Linked DNA regions of Ovis aries: region 1 is linked to region 2. A link is a contact called in public Hi-C data. All regions are on one chromosome and are shown on one strand. Each heading gives the region's core, a stretch centred on a gene start, on an enhancer-like site or on the middle of the called end of the contact. The rest is flanking DNA. Distances are from core to core; before and after follow the strand shown.

Evidence for each region. A called contact is a pair of places that touch in the nucleus more often than the background predicts.
Region 1: a Hi-C map of skin fibroblasts shows a contact between it and region 2, with 3 times the contacts expected there. The contact joins the enhancer-like site here to the promoter of CD24 in region 2. A contact is called at or near these places in 12 of 16 Hi-C or Micro-C datasets (blood, hypothalamus, liver and 5 more).

What each region holds. Positions count from the first base shown.
Region 1 is chr8:30,644,986-30,652,174 of ARS-UI_Ramb_v3.0, forward strand. RTN4IP1 (reticulon 4 interacting protein 1) reads left to right here. Exons shown (of 9, transcript XM_060419528.1): 5 at 4,123-4,171. Among named protein-coding and RNA genes, the nearest start is that of QRSL1, 28 kb to the left of the region's middle. Within about 2 kb of position 1,281, at least 4 of the 54 cell types and tissues checked have an H3K27ac peak or open chromatin away from gene starts, as enhancers often do.
Region 2 is chr8:30,320,804-30,327,229 of ARS-UI_Ramb_v3.0, forward strand. It overlaps CD24 (CD24 molecule), which reads left to right and starts at 1,994. Exons shown (of 2, transcript XM_004011234.6): 1 at 1,994-2,142; 2 at 4,895-6,426. The coding sequence starts at 2,074. The coding sequence ends at 5,062.

The DNA of each region.
Region 1 (7,189 bases), core at 31-2,530, 320 kb after region 2:
TTAATGAAGGGTACTCTGCTCTCGTGATGTGACTTTTATTTTTATTTGCATTATGACAAGTATGTGGTCTGGGGAGAGCAGTCGTGACGATCATATAGTTCTCTGTTAGAAAGGTGAAGAAACTAAATATAAGCTTAACTTAGATTGAAAATGCCAGTTCTTATTCATTAACTCCTGGAGTACACCTCTGTGATTATCGTTCACTGCAGATGCATCTGAGGCCTAGAGATTCAGTTAATGAGAGCATGGGGACTTGACCCCGGGTCTCTAGATACCCCACCCTGGCATTTGAAGACTTCTGGGGCTTAGGCCAGAATATAGAAATTTGAAAGGCAATTCCCTACTTCTGGATCGCCTGCTGTTTTGTAGTGTGTTTCATGTATTTTTTATTTGTAAGGCAATTAGGGTGTGGATGCCATGTCTTGTAAGGTTGTGATACTGAAAATGTGACTGTAGAGGCCTTAGGTGCCCAGATGCTGAATAGAGTGACTCGGTCACGTAAAGAAGTTGGCATTGCCTTAGTGCCTCAACGTATGTTTAGGGAGGGCAGAAAGATGGGCAGAAATGACAGAGGAAAATGAGAATCTAGGGTTTAAAGTGCATTAGAAGCTTAATAATTATTCATATTTTCTTCCCCCATATTTTTATATTTGCCACAGTTCAGTTCCCACTGACTTCAAAAGAAGCTGGGCAAATGGACTTAGTAAGAGAGGAATGTGATTGAAATTATTGGCAATTTTGAATTGTAGTGCTTTTTGCAAAGAGTATATTTCCTGGGTACTTGCTGCTTATAAACCAACAAGCAATACAAGCACACTTTTCTTTACCATGACAAATGGGCTTCTGCTTCAGTGAAGTCTGAATGTATCTTGTGGCTGTTACTGCAGCTGAAGTCTCAGTGTTCTGGTGACTATTACTGCAGCTGGGTAGAAAGTACTCCCACTCTATAGCACTGAAGTGAAGGGCTGCTGGGGATAAGGGACAGCAGGATTTTCCCTTTTTATTGAAAGTGCTTTGAAGAGTACAAGAAGAGTTTGTTCAGTTGTAGGGCTTCAAACCACAGAGTACTAGCTGACTTACTGTTGGCTTGAAAATAAATTTGCCTGCTTTCCAATCTGAGGACTTTCCTTGTTTAAAGAAAAGTACAGGCCCTGGTTCAGCCTGCACAAAACATGGAGCTAGCAGGACCAGAGAATGGTGTGTCCCCAGGCCGCTTCACACAGAGACCATTGGTCTGTAGCAATTGGGCTTGTTCTTTGCCTGTTCTGCGCTCACGGGCGCCATCAAGTGGCAGTATCAGGAACTGAAGCTGCTAACGCAGAACCACACCCTCTTCCACCAAGCACCACTGAGAAACACGGTTTTGCTTTTTTATATGGAGGAGTGAGACTGTTTTGGATTAAGAGGTATGGGGGGGGGGGGGGGGGGGAAGCTATGATCTAAGAGCAGTGAGGCTGGAGATGTGTCCGGCCATTGGTTCCCTGAGCAGCCATTGTATTTGTGTGTGTGTGTGTGTAAAAGTCGCTCAGTCGTGTCCCAACTCTTTGTGACCCCATGGCCTCTACGGTCTGTGGAATTCTCCAGGCCAGAATACTGGAGTGGGTAGCCTTTTCCTTCTCCAGGGGATCTTCCCAACCCAGGGATCGAACCCAGGTGTCCAGCATTGCAGGCAGATTCTTCACCGACTGAACCACAAGGGAAGCCATTGTACTTGGTATCCTCTTAATCCAGCATTCTTAGGGCGAGAACTAGAAATTCATTTCAAGCTTTTCTTTATTGGAAGAAACTTTAATGCAATTTTTCAAATAGCCAGGTGACTCCCACATTTAGGGTAGTAGCAGTTGTTGTTAATTGTCAGATATAATGCTGATTTAAATGATTTTTTAAAAATAATTTATATTTTTATTTTTGGCTGTGTTGGGTTTTCATGGCTGAGCGCGGGCTTTCTCTAGTTGTGGAGAGTGGAGGCTACTCTAGTTGCAATTCACAAGCTTCTCACTGTGGAGCACAGGCTCAGTAGCTATGGCACACAGGCTTAATTGCCCCATGATATGTGGAATCTTCCTGGACCAGGGATTGAACCTGTGTCCCCTGCGTTGGCAGGCAGATTGTTAACCTCTGGACCACCAGGGAAGTCCGATGATTTTAAAGTCAAGTAACATGGATCAGGCATCTGCTATACCGAGGGTAGTACGGCTAGTGCTGGGCATATATAAGTCTCTGTCCTTGAGGCTTGCAGAATGGCTTGGGTAGCAAGCATATGAATGAAAGTTAAGAGATGCCACGCGCAGCGTGGACATCAGGCTCAGGGCTATCTCTGAGGTATTGTTCACAAACTGTGAGCCTTTGCAGATAGGGAGATCTCAGTAGGCAGTGAAGGCATTTGAGAGCCTGAGACCTGGGCCAGCATGCATGGGACTTGGGGTACAGGCAAGGGGACCAGGGAGGCTCAGGTGGAGAGTCTGTTGTAGAAGTAGTTGAGAGGAAATCAGAGTTGCAAAAAGATAAGATTGTGAAGAACTTAAATGAGAGTTTGACCAAACTTATATTTCCAAAATGAGAGGGTAAAATATTCCATGGATGAACTAATTGTTGGATGTATCTGTGAAGCAGTCTCCCCCCCCCCCCCACCATTTAGGAAGCATTAAGGCTATTAAATGTGTGAATTGAAGGATTTTTGGAAGAGTGTATCTTTAAATTTTTTTTATTCTTTACAATTTATAATTCTGTGAAATTAAAAGTAACTCTTCTAAAAGGAGTATCGTTTCCAAAGAGACTTGTCTTAATTACATTCGATGGTGTTAGTTTCAAAAGGAGTAGCTGAATGAAAAATATTACCAGTAACTTCTAAGATCCAAAGGGTGACAGTCAGCCTTCTGTGATTTGGGTAAGAGAGAAAAAAATAAAAGTAGAGTTAAGATTATAAACACAATGTCTGTTCCAAGATCGGGTGTCCCTGCTTGAGGTAGGTGACAGAGTTCCCTGCGCTTTCCAACAGCTGAGTCAAAGAGGGACCCACAGCCTGCAGTTACAACTTAGTCTTCAGAAAAAAAAATTTTTTTTTTCCAGTGTGCACTCCATATGGCACTCCACAATTCTCATGAATTCTCTCAACAGTATCCCCTTAGCTAATGCAGTATCAGATATCAAATAGTAACTTTTTGTAATGTCTCTCAGCCTAGACTGGTAACAGAACACCAAAGTGCAATTCATTACAGTTTTCTGAGGACTTGAATCTCTGTAGTCAGAGGAAGGGAGTTCACTGGAGCTCTAGCTTAATTCAAAAATGAAATGTAAGAATATGTAAAGCAGTGATTCTTTACTAGTGAGTCTCTTTTGAATCATACCTTCTTTGGGAACTTGGTGATAAGTCTGATGGATCCCCCTTCTCCCCAATGCACTTAGGCGTGGTCTTACCAAACTTTGCATGTTATTTGAGTCAGTTCACAGTTTCAGGGGGTTCACACCCTCACAGCCCTCAGCGGCACTCATCCACAAACCCCAGGCTGCACACCCTTGATCTGGAGAGGCAGGAAGACTACACACAGTAAGCAAACACGGTGAAAACCTGGAGCACAAGCATGTTTGCACTGATAAAACAGATTCATCCGCTTTAACAAGAAACCAAACTGAAGATAAGATTGGTTTCCCTTTATGAAAGCTGGTGAGCGTGATGGGACTTGTCTGAACAAAAGACGTTTATTCCACTTTGGCAAGAATGTGGTCAGGAATGTGATTTTTCTTAGAGAGCAACTGAATATTCTGTAGCACACTGAAAAGGATCCCAAAGCTTGCTCTTAGAAAGAAAGCTATAGTAATTTAAGCCTAGAAAAATTATAAGGCAAATGTTACCAACAACCATCTGAGCTACTTTAAAAATACAAATCGTTGGTGTATTTGATATTTTGTATTCTTGGTAAAGAGTTCATAGTATGTCTAACTTTAAGCATTTATGGATTCTTGGTGAACCTGATAAATAAAAATCTTGTGTAATAGAATCTTGGGAAGCTGAATGTTTGCTTTGGGGATTATCTTTGAGCCAGTTACATGTTGAAAACATCTTGTTTGTTTATTCAGTTATGTTGGCTTAGTATCTTCATGATAGTTTCTTTTGTGTTGCAGTGTTTTAATCCTGGGCGCTTCAGGTGGAGTTGGTACTTTTGCTATACAGGTAAGACAATTTATCTTTTGACTAGGAAGATTATTATTTTCATAAATTAAAAAATTTATATTTTGTGGATTACTTTTTCTTGAAAGCTGAGAGAAATTACATTCAGTGTGATTTCAGCTTGCCCTTCTAAGAAGGAAATTTTCTAAGGTAGAAGGAAGCATTAACCTTTCCAGTGGTTTAATATATGAATTGGTTTTATAGACATCCTGTATAACAAATGGAGGAAAGCTTTCAGGGAGGAAGACCATGGGCAAGTGAAAATGGATTGAGGTTTGCAGTTAAGGCAATGGCAACCCACTCCAGTACTCTTGCCTGGAAAATCCTATGGACAGAGTAGCCTAGTAGGCTGCAGTCCATGGGGTCACTAAGAGTCAGACACGACTGAGTGACTTCACTTTCACTTCTCACTTTCTTGCATTGGAGAAGGAAATGGCAACCCACTCCAGTGTTCTTGCCTGGAGAATCCCAAGGATGGCGGAGCCTGGTTGGCTGCCATCTCTGGGGTCGCACAGTCGGACACGACTGAAGTGACTTAGCAGCAGCAGCAGAAATTGATAAGCTAGTTCGAAAATATATATAAGACATGCAATAGACAAAATGCTGTGTAAAGATGGTAGAACTCATATCTACGGAATCAATGCAATCTTATCAGAATAGCAGCTGCCTTTTTTTTTTTTTTTTTTGCATAAATGGGCAAGTGGAATCTAAAATCATGTGGAATTTCAAGGGACCCCAAGATGCCGAACAATCTTGGCCAAAAAGAACAAAACTGGAGGACTCACACTTCTCAATTTTAAAACTTAGTTACGAAACTATAGAAGTCAGAACAGTGGCACTGGATTGGCTTTACCCCAAAAATGTTTTTGGTGTTAAAAAAAAAAAAGAAATAGGGAAAAAAATACAATAAAAAATATATATGTATTAAAAGCAAAAAAAAAAGTATTTTCATAAAGTTAGATATATAGATCAATGAAATAGAATTGAACATCCAGAAGTAAACCAGTATATCTATGACCAGTTGATTTTTGACTAGGGTGACAAGACAGTTAAACAGGGGAAAGAATAGTCTTTTCAATGAATGGTACTGAGGCAACTAGATATCCACGTATAAAAGGATGAAGTTGGATCCCATCTCACATCCTATGTGAAAACTAGTTCAAGCTGGGTCAAAGACCTAAATATAAGAGCTAAAACCATAGAACTCATAAGAAAACATGGGAGTAAATCTTCATGCCTTGGATTTGGCAATAGATTCTTAGATATGACGCCAAGAGCACAAGTGAAAGGAGAAAGGAATCAGGTGGATTGGACTTCATTAAATCTAAAACTTCTGTGCATCAAAGGATACTATCAAGAAAGTAAAAAGTGCACAGAATGAGAGCAGATATTTACAAATCATTTATCTAATAAGGATACACTATACAGAATATGTAAAGAACTCTTAACAGCTCAACAACAGAAAGACAACCCAGTTAAAATATTAGCAAAGGACTTGAGTAGACACTTCTTGAAAGAAAATCTAAAAATGGGCAGCAAGCCCATGAAAAAGTGTTTAACATCATTCGTTAAACAAATGCAAATCAAAACCACAGTGAATGATTGACTTAAGGAGATGTGGTATTTATGTGTGTCTGTGTCTATGTATCTGTATATACAGCCCCCCACACACAAAATGCATATTACTAGCCATGTTGCTATTTGTAGCAACATGGATGGACCTAAAGAAATTATGCTTAGTGAAATAAGTCAGAGAAGGATAAATACTATATGATATCATTTATATATGAAATCTAAAAAAATATAATACAAATGAATCTATATACAAAACAGAAACAGAGTCAAAGACATAGAAACCAAACATGGTTACCAAAGGGAAGAGGCGAGGAGGGACAGATTAAGACTATGGAGTCAATAGATACAGATGGAGAAACAGTGGAAACAGTGTCAGACTTTATCTTTTTGGGCTCCAAAATCACTGCAGATGGTGACTGCAGCCATAAAATTAAAAGATGCTTACTCCTTGGAAGGAAAGTTATGACCAACCTAGATAGCATATTGAAAAGCAGAGAGAATACTTTGTCAACAAAGTTCCGTCTAGTCAAGGCTATGGTTTTTCCAGTGGTCATGTATGGATGTGAGAGTTGAACTGTGAAGAAGGCTGAGCGTTTGAGCTGTGGTGTTGGAGAAGACTCTTGAGAGTCCCTTGGACTGCAAGGAGATCCAACCAGTCTATTCTGAAGGAGATCAGCCCTGGGATTTCTTTGGAGGGAATGATGCTAAAGCTGAAACTCCAGTACTTTGGCCACCTCATGTGAAGTGTTGACTTGTTAGAAAAGACTCTGATGCTGGGAGGGATTGAGGGCAGGAGGAGAAGGGGACGACAGACGATGAGATGGCTGGATGGCATCACTGACTCAATGGACGCGAGTCTGAGTGAACTCCGGGAGATGGTAATGGACAGGGAGGCCTGGCGTGCTGCAATTCATGGGGTCCCAGAGTCAGACACGACTGAGCGACTGAACTGACTGACTGACTATACATAAAATACATAAGCAACAAGGATTTACTGTATAGCACAGGGAATTATACCTAATAACTTATAATGGAATATAGTATGTAAAAAAACCCACAAAACCCTGAATACCTGAAATTAACACAACATTGTAAATCAACTATATTTCAGTTTGAAAAAAAGACGACAGTGAGGTAGCACTTCACACGTACTAGGATGGCTATTAAAAAAATGGAAATAGCAATGTTGGCAAGGATGTAAAGAAATTGAAACCCTTATATAGTGCTAGTGGGAGTGTAAAGTGATGCCGCCACAGTGGAAAACAATTTGGCAGTTTCTTAAAATTCTTAATTCTGTATTAAACTTAGAATTACCTGTGATCCAGCAGTTCCATTCCTAGGTGTATACTTGAGAGAAATGAAAATCTATGTTCAAGCAAAAACTTACATACAAATTTTCATTTGCAACATCAGTATTCATAATAGTCAAAGAAACAGAAACAACTG
Region 2 (6,426 bases), core at 744-3,243:
CAGTAACGAGGAGGAAGGAGGAGGAAAGAAGGAATAGGAAAAGAAGATGAAGGACAAAATAATTAATGTATCCTGTGAATACCACCATTTAGCTCAACAAGCATTCTCTGAAGAACTTACGGGACCTTCCTTGGGACTAGGCACTTCTGGGCCACAGCCCATTCATGCCCTGGAAAAGACCAGGTTATTTCTAAACAGTGTGATAACACTGTAAAACAGGAAAGTCCGCTGGTGCAGGACAGAAATTCCTGTGTTCCCAAGTATGTACTAAAGTGGAAAGTTACTGAGTTAAAGTGACTGGCCAGTAGGGCACAAGCCCATTCAGTCACAGACAGGCTACTGTGGATTCCATTTCTACTCTGCTCCCATAAAACAAACCTTGTTTAACTAGGCTGTTCTGCAAAAGTACCAGTTAAATACATTTACAGCCATACTGCTTCCCGGTGGCTCAGCCATAAAGAATCTGCCTGCCAAGCAGGAGATGCGGTTTCATCCCTGGGTCGGGAAGATCCCCTGGAGGTGGAATGGGCAACCCACCTAAGTATTCTTGCCAGAAAATCCCATGGACAGAGGAGCCTGGCGAGCTACAGTCCATGGGGTTGCAAAGAGTCGGACAGCACTGAGCCACTAACCAACAATAGCTTTACTGTGTTTGGACTCTGCTTCCAAGACCGGAAAACAGTCGGGCAAACTTTAAATAAAAAAGATTAAGTAACGTAATTACAAATTAAAATTTAAAACGTCCACCAGTAAAATAGTTTCTACTTTTCACTGTATGCCTGAAAGTTTTCACAGTAGGATGGTTGGAAAATATATTCTACTCAAATCTGCAGAATAAGGACTAATTTCCTACAGGCGCCAGTTCATTAAACTGCCTAATGGCAGCTGTGGAAAAGTAATAGCCTTATCCCCAAAGCTTTTGCTCTTTAAACAGATAACAACGAGCAAGTGCGTTGCAACAGAGGCCAAAAAAGCCTGTCCCCAGGAATTCCACTGGGGCAGCGAATTCTAGAGGGACCGCCAGGGAGGTTCCCGCTCCCTGGGTGGGACCTAGTAGCAAAGCCACGTGGGGAGGGCTGAAGGGGCCTTTAGGGCTGGGGAGGGGGACCATCCGTCAGGGCAGGTCACGGTCTCTTCGCCCCTGTCCGCCAGCGGCGGCAGGGAGGAGCGCCGAGAACCAAAACTCAGTTGTCGCCAGTGTCGGGGCAGCGAGTCTGCCCCCGGTGGGCGGCTCCCCACCTCTCGGGAGGATGCGGACGTGGGATGCCCCAGGGAACCCTCACAGCCCGGCGAGCACCAGGAGCTCCAAAAACAAAGCGAGTGGCGGGGGGGGAAGGGAGGGCGCGACCAGCCAGGGGCAGAGCACACGCGGTGCTCCGAGCGCGGGCGCCGCCTGCGAGCCCGACCCGCCAGCCTGGGAAGGGCGCGCGCCTGCCGGCGCCCGGTGCCCCTTGCCAGGTCCGGGACACCCACAAAGCGCGAAAATTCCCCTTTCCTACGGGGCGGAGATTTGAGAAAACCCAAGTCGGGGTCCGCGCAGCAGCTAGAGCCGGGACTGGAGGCCGCGCGTTGCGCGGGAGGCTGAAGACTTTTCTTTTGGGGGGATAAGATGGCAGGTCCGGGAAAACAAAGGAAACTTGGGCACGGGCCTGGGAGCGGAGTGTGCGGCTCACGAGTTCGCCCCGGGTCCTGTGTGGGAGTCACTGGGCGGCCTGCGCCAGCCTGCACACTGCCCGCCCGGGGAAAACATAAAGCATCCCTCCGGGAGCCGGCGGCGCCGGCCGCCCACCTGCCGCCCCGGGGTCTCCGGGCCGGCGGAGGGAGAGGGCGCTGCGAACCCAGCGGGGGCCGGGAGGCAGAGAGGAGGGGAGGCGGCCGGCGGGCGCGCGCTGGGGGCGGCGGTGGAGGAGGGGAGCGCGGGTGGGCGGGCGGCGCCACGTCACGGCTATTGTGGCTGGCCCGGTATATAAGGTCCCGCCCGCCGGCCGCGCTCCCCACCTTGCCTGCACCCCGCCAGCGGTCCTTCGGCACCCTGCAATCCAGCGAGACGCGCTGCGCACCGACGGAGCGGACATGGGGAGAGCGATCGTAGCCAGGCTCGGACTGGGGCTGCTGCTTCTGGCGCTGCTCTTACCTACGCAGGTGAGGTCCTGGCGCCCGGCGAGGCTCAGGGGCTCAGGGGCCGCGCCCGAGGCGGGTGGGACCGCCCCCAGGGAACGGTCTGCGCCCCCACCTTCGGTTGTGGATCCGAACTAGGAGAGAGAATCTAGTACAATCTGATCTGGGGCGAGAGGGGGCGGCAATTTGGAGCCCACTTTCCACTTCCTGGCAGGCTGTCCCCACCCTTTCGGCAGCCCCGAGAACAAAGCACCTCCACGCGTGGGCTAGGAGGACCTTGCCCCACCCCAGGTTTCGCACAGCCCTTCACAGGCTGCCTGACGCCCACCGCCCGCTTTCACGCAGAGCGGGAGAAAATGCGCCCCCCACCCCTGGAGCACCCAGAGACCTCAGGCCCTTTGGGGAGGTCGTCCCCGGATCCCACGAGCGCCCCGCTTCCCTGTACGAGTGTCTTCGCGTCCCCTAGCGCATCACACAAAGAGAGAAGAAGATCCCCCTCGGGGGGCGCAGCTCTCGCCCATCCTCCACTCAGAGCTAGTTCGTGGATCCCGAGCAAGCCCCATTCACTGACCCTGTTAACCCACCTCAGTCCCGCGTGTTCGGGGCTGAAGTCTAGGGGGGACCCTCTCCTGACCCTGTGCTCTCCTGGGCACGACCTTACAGGTCACCAACGGAACCCTCTGTTAGCCAGATTGGCTCTCTCTGGACAGGCGGCCGATGGGACATTTGGGTCCCGAGTCCCCGCCAGGCTTTGTCCCTGTCCCCGCGGCCTCCTCAGATCCTCTGTCCCGGGAACACGTCTTGCCCACGGTGTCGGGCGGGTGGGTGCGCGGCGGCCGCGAGGGAGGCCAGCGGCGGCTGAGCCTGAGAGACCGAAGGTGGGGGGCGCTGGGAGGGCAAGAAGGGGCATTTGTCTCCGGTAGCTTGGACTTGGAGGGTAGGTAGGGGTGCCCCAGCGGTGGGGTCTCCATCGCCTTCCGTTGGGGCTTTCTGAGGAGGGTCCCCTGGGCACTTCTTCCGAAAAAGTTGGGTGCGCCAGGTCCCCAGACATCCAGCCGCCGGGCTTACCTGGGAGCGCAGCCTGAGAGAGGAGCGCTCCTCGTCTTCCGCTCCGCGGACCGGGTAACTGTACCCTATTGTTTTGCGGGTCGGCTGCTCTCCCGAGCCTTTCTCGATTCCTCGGTGGGGGAGGGGCGTGGCCACTGGAAAAGCTGGTCTCTCCCACCCCGCCTCGTCTCCTTTCCCAGCCAGATTCAGTCCCATACCCCTAAATTTCAGAGGGTTTGAGGTTAAGCAAATAAATCTTTGGTAGCTTAGTAGGGAAATTTATGTTTACTGTCAATTTCATATATTAACATAGTTTTTTTCGTTGGTGTAGAGGACCCTTTGATTCTCCTATGGATGCACTGGGCTCAGGTTTGTTTTTTTTTTAAACTCACCTGATGCACCAAGGCTTTGTTGGATAAGAGATTACCTTCAGGGATCCCAAATCAGGTCTTGCCCCCAAATAAGGAGCCCTGTTTTATATTGTTCCCTATATTATTAATGCTTTCCTTTTACTGGGAGTGCTTTTCTTCTTGGTAGCATACTCTTTTGGGTAGGTGCCAAATATATTTGATTTTATTGAGATTTTTAAAATTAGTCTATTTTAGATAGGCTTTATAAAATTTCTAGTCGATGTTTGCTGAATGTCCTTATGGGTTTTACAACAAAAGAAGCTGGGTTTTCTATGGATTTACAACAAAGGATAACATGGTTTTATCTTTGAATTAATAGGTAGCCAAACATACATGTGGCCCAGACCTGCTTGGTGCCAGGTTCTTGTCCCGGCTGTAATCAGAAGCCCTTTAAAACCCTCTCTTGCAGTGAGAGCTGAAATCTCCCATCTGCCTTTGTTCCCTGACAAAGGAGAGATTACCATGTGCCCTGCTGGACTGTGCATTTTATGACTTGAAAAATAGTGTGGTGAATGATGCCACTCAGGCACTGGGGTGCTGGGGGACCTTGGTCCTTGGCCACAGTGCTGGGCTTAGTGACCAGGCAGGAGGGCTGCTGCTTGTGAAAACAACATCAAACCTTCTCATCTGTTGTGAAGTCATTCCGACTTTATGATGCTTTGGGTGAGATCATTTTGCCTTAAGGCAGAGGCTCGTTATATTTTTCAACTTAAGACAAATATTGTGGCCATTTTTGAGAAGGGCTGTATATGATTTCCAGACTTCAAAGGAGCAGATAAGATACCCAGGGCCCCTTAAGTTTAATGCAAAGTTGTACTAAACAGGTAGGTGAAAGTTACCCAGCGAATTCATGAAGACATTCAATTCTCAAAACATATGTCTCGAATTACCGTGTTTTAAAATCCAAATTATTAGTGCAACTTTAAAATCTCCCCCTTCTTGAGAAAGTAGAAGAAGCCTATTTGTAACACCAGTAAGTCAGTATAATCACAGAAAGTGGGTTAGGTACCTTGGTTCCTTATTACTTAATAAAGAATTAAGGGTCAAGTCATACACTTGGAGTTACATAGTTACTGAAGAACATTTTTGTTTGCTTTTTTTAGTTACTGTTACTTGCAGTCATTAGTCATCACTAGGTAGTTGTTTCTGAAACTGAAGGATCTTGGTGGGACTAAGAAATTCAGAATGAAATGATGTGGGTAAGGGAATAACGGGAAAAAACCTCAGACTGTATCATCTATCTTAATGGCATATTAAATGTATGTGGAGAGACAACTGTAATGTGGAAATTGATCAGTGTGACTTCTTATATATTTTAGACTTACTCAAATCAAACAACCGTTGTAACACCTTCAAGTAACTCCTCCCAGACTACCTCACCTGCCCCTCATCCAGCCAATGCCACCACCAAGGCAAGCGATGGTACTCTGCAGTCAACAGCCAGTCTCTTTGTGATCTCGGTCTCCCTTCTACATCTCTACTGTTAAGAGACTCAGGCGAAGAAACATCTGTACTTCACCATCTTCTAAATCCAGTTCAAATGGCATCTATACATCCTGTGTGACAAAGGAAAAAAAAAAAGAAAAAGAAATCTTCATTGAATAAATCTGCTAACTCCACACCTTATTTAATTGACAGAAATTATTGAGGATCCCAAATTTGTTTGAAGAGCATGTGAAGGGTTTGACTAGATGATGAATGCCAATATTAAATCTGCTGGAGTTACCTGTTCAAGATGAAGAGAGACAACATCCAAAATTAGTTGAGATGATTTCCTTAAATGTGGCTTAAGAAGTATGGACACATAAAGCTCTACCTTGAAAATGAGAATAGATTTTATCTTACATAGAGATAAAGAATGGGCTGTGGAACAGATTCAGTTTGCATTTGGTTCGTTAAATTTATAAGGCCATAAAACAATTAGGTAAAACAGAAAGCTTTTGTGATTCTATCTGTATGTACATTAGCAGGAACTTCCAGGAGTTACTGTAAATTCTCAAAGTGTTGTTTCAGCAGTACTAATTTAATGCTGACATATGATAGATAAAATTTTATGTTAAGCTATCAACTGTTCTCTTGGGAACTGAACTTTTCCTCTGGGGCTTTGGGCTGACATTGCATTTGACTTTTTATACAGTGCCAGGGCAAAGATGGATTAATCTACCCCAAATTCAAGCATAATGAATACATTTTGCTTACGTACTATTCCTATTCAAAAAGAACACTAGATTCATTTGAACAGATAACAAAGAATAGAATTACATTGCTGTTAATGAATTTCAAAATATTTTTTATTTCTGCATACATTGAATAACTTTTACAGTTTAAAAAATGATCTGTTTCGAAGGTAAAATTGACAAATTTTGAAATGAAAAAGGCTAATATGTGAAGGAGCCAAACTGTAAATCAAATATTTGTGAAGTCAATACTGGAGCTTGCTTACATTGAATTTAGAAAAACTTTTATACTCTTTTCTGTAAATACTTCTTTTTAAACTGAATCAGAGTAGCCACATTTGGAACACTTTTTGTTATCATTTGATATTTTTAGATAGTTAGAACCTGGTCCTAAGCCTAAAATGGGCTTGATTTTGGAAAGTAAATCTTTTCACAACTGCCTTGATGCACAGCAACCTTTTTAAAAATAGACACTCCCTAAAGTCTTTTGTTCACATGGTCACACACTGATGCTTAGATATTCCAGAATCTAATATGGCCACAGTAGTTTTGAAAACCAAAGTCATTTTTTTTCCCATCTTTAGAAACCAACACTGGAATAAACATCCAACAGATCTCAAGCTACTGTGTGTGTGAATGAACATTCCCTTTTGTTTCACACCTGAATGCTGTAT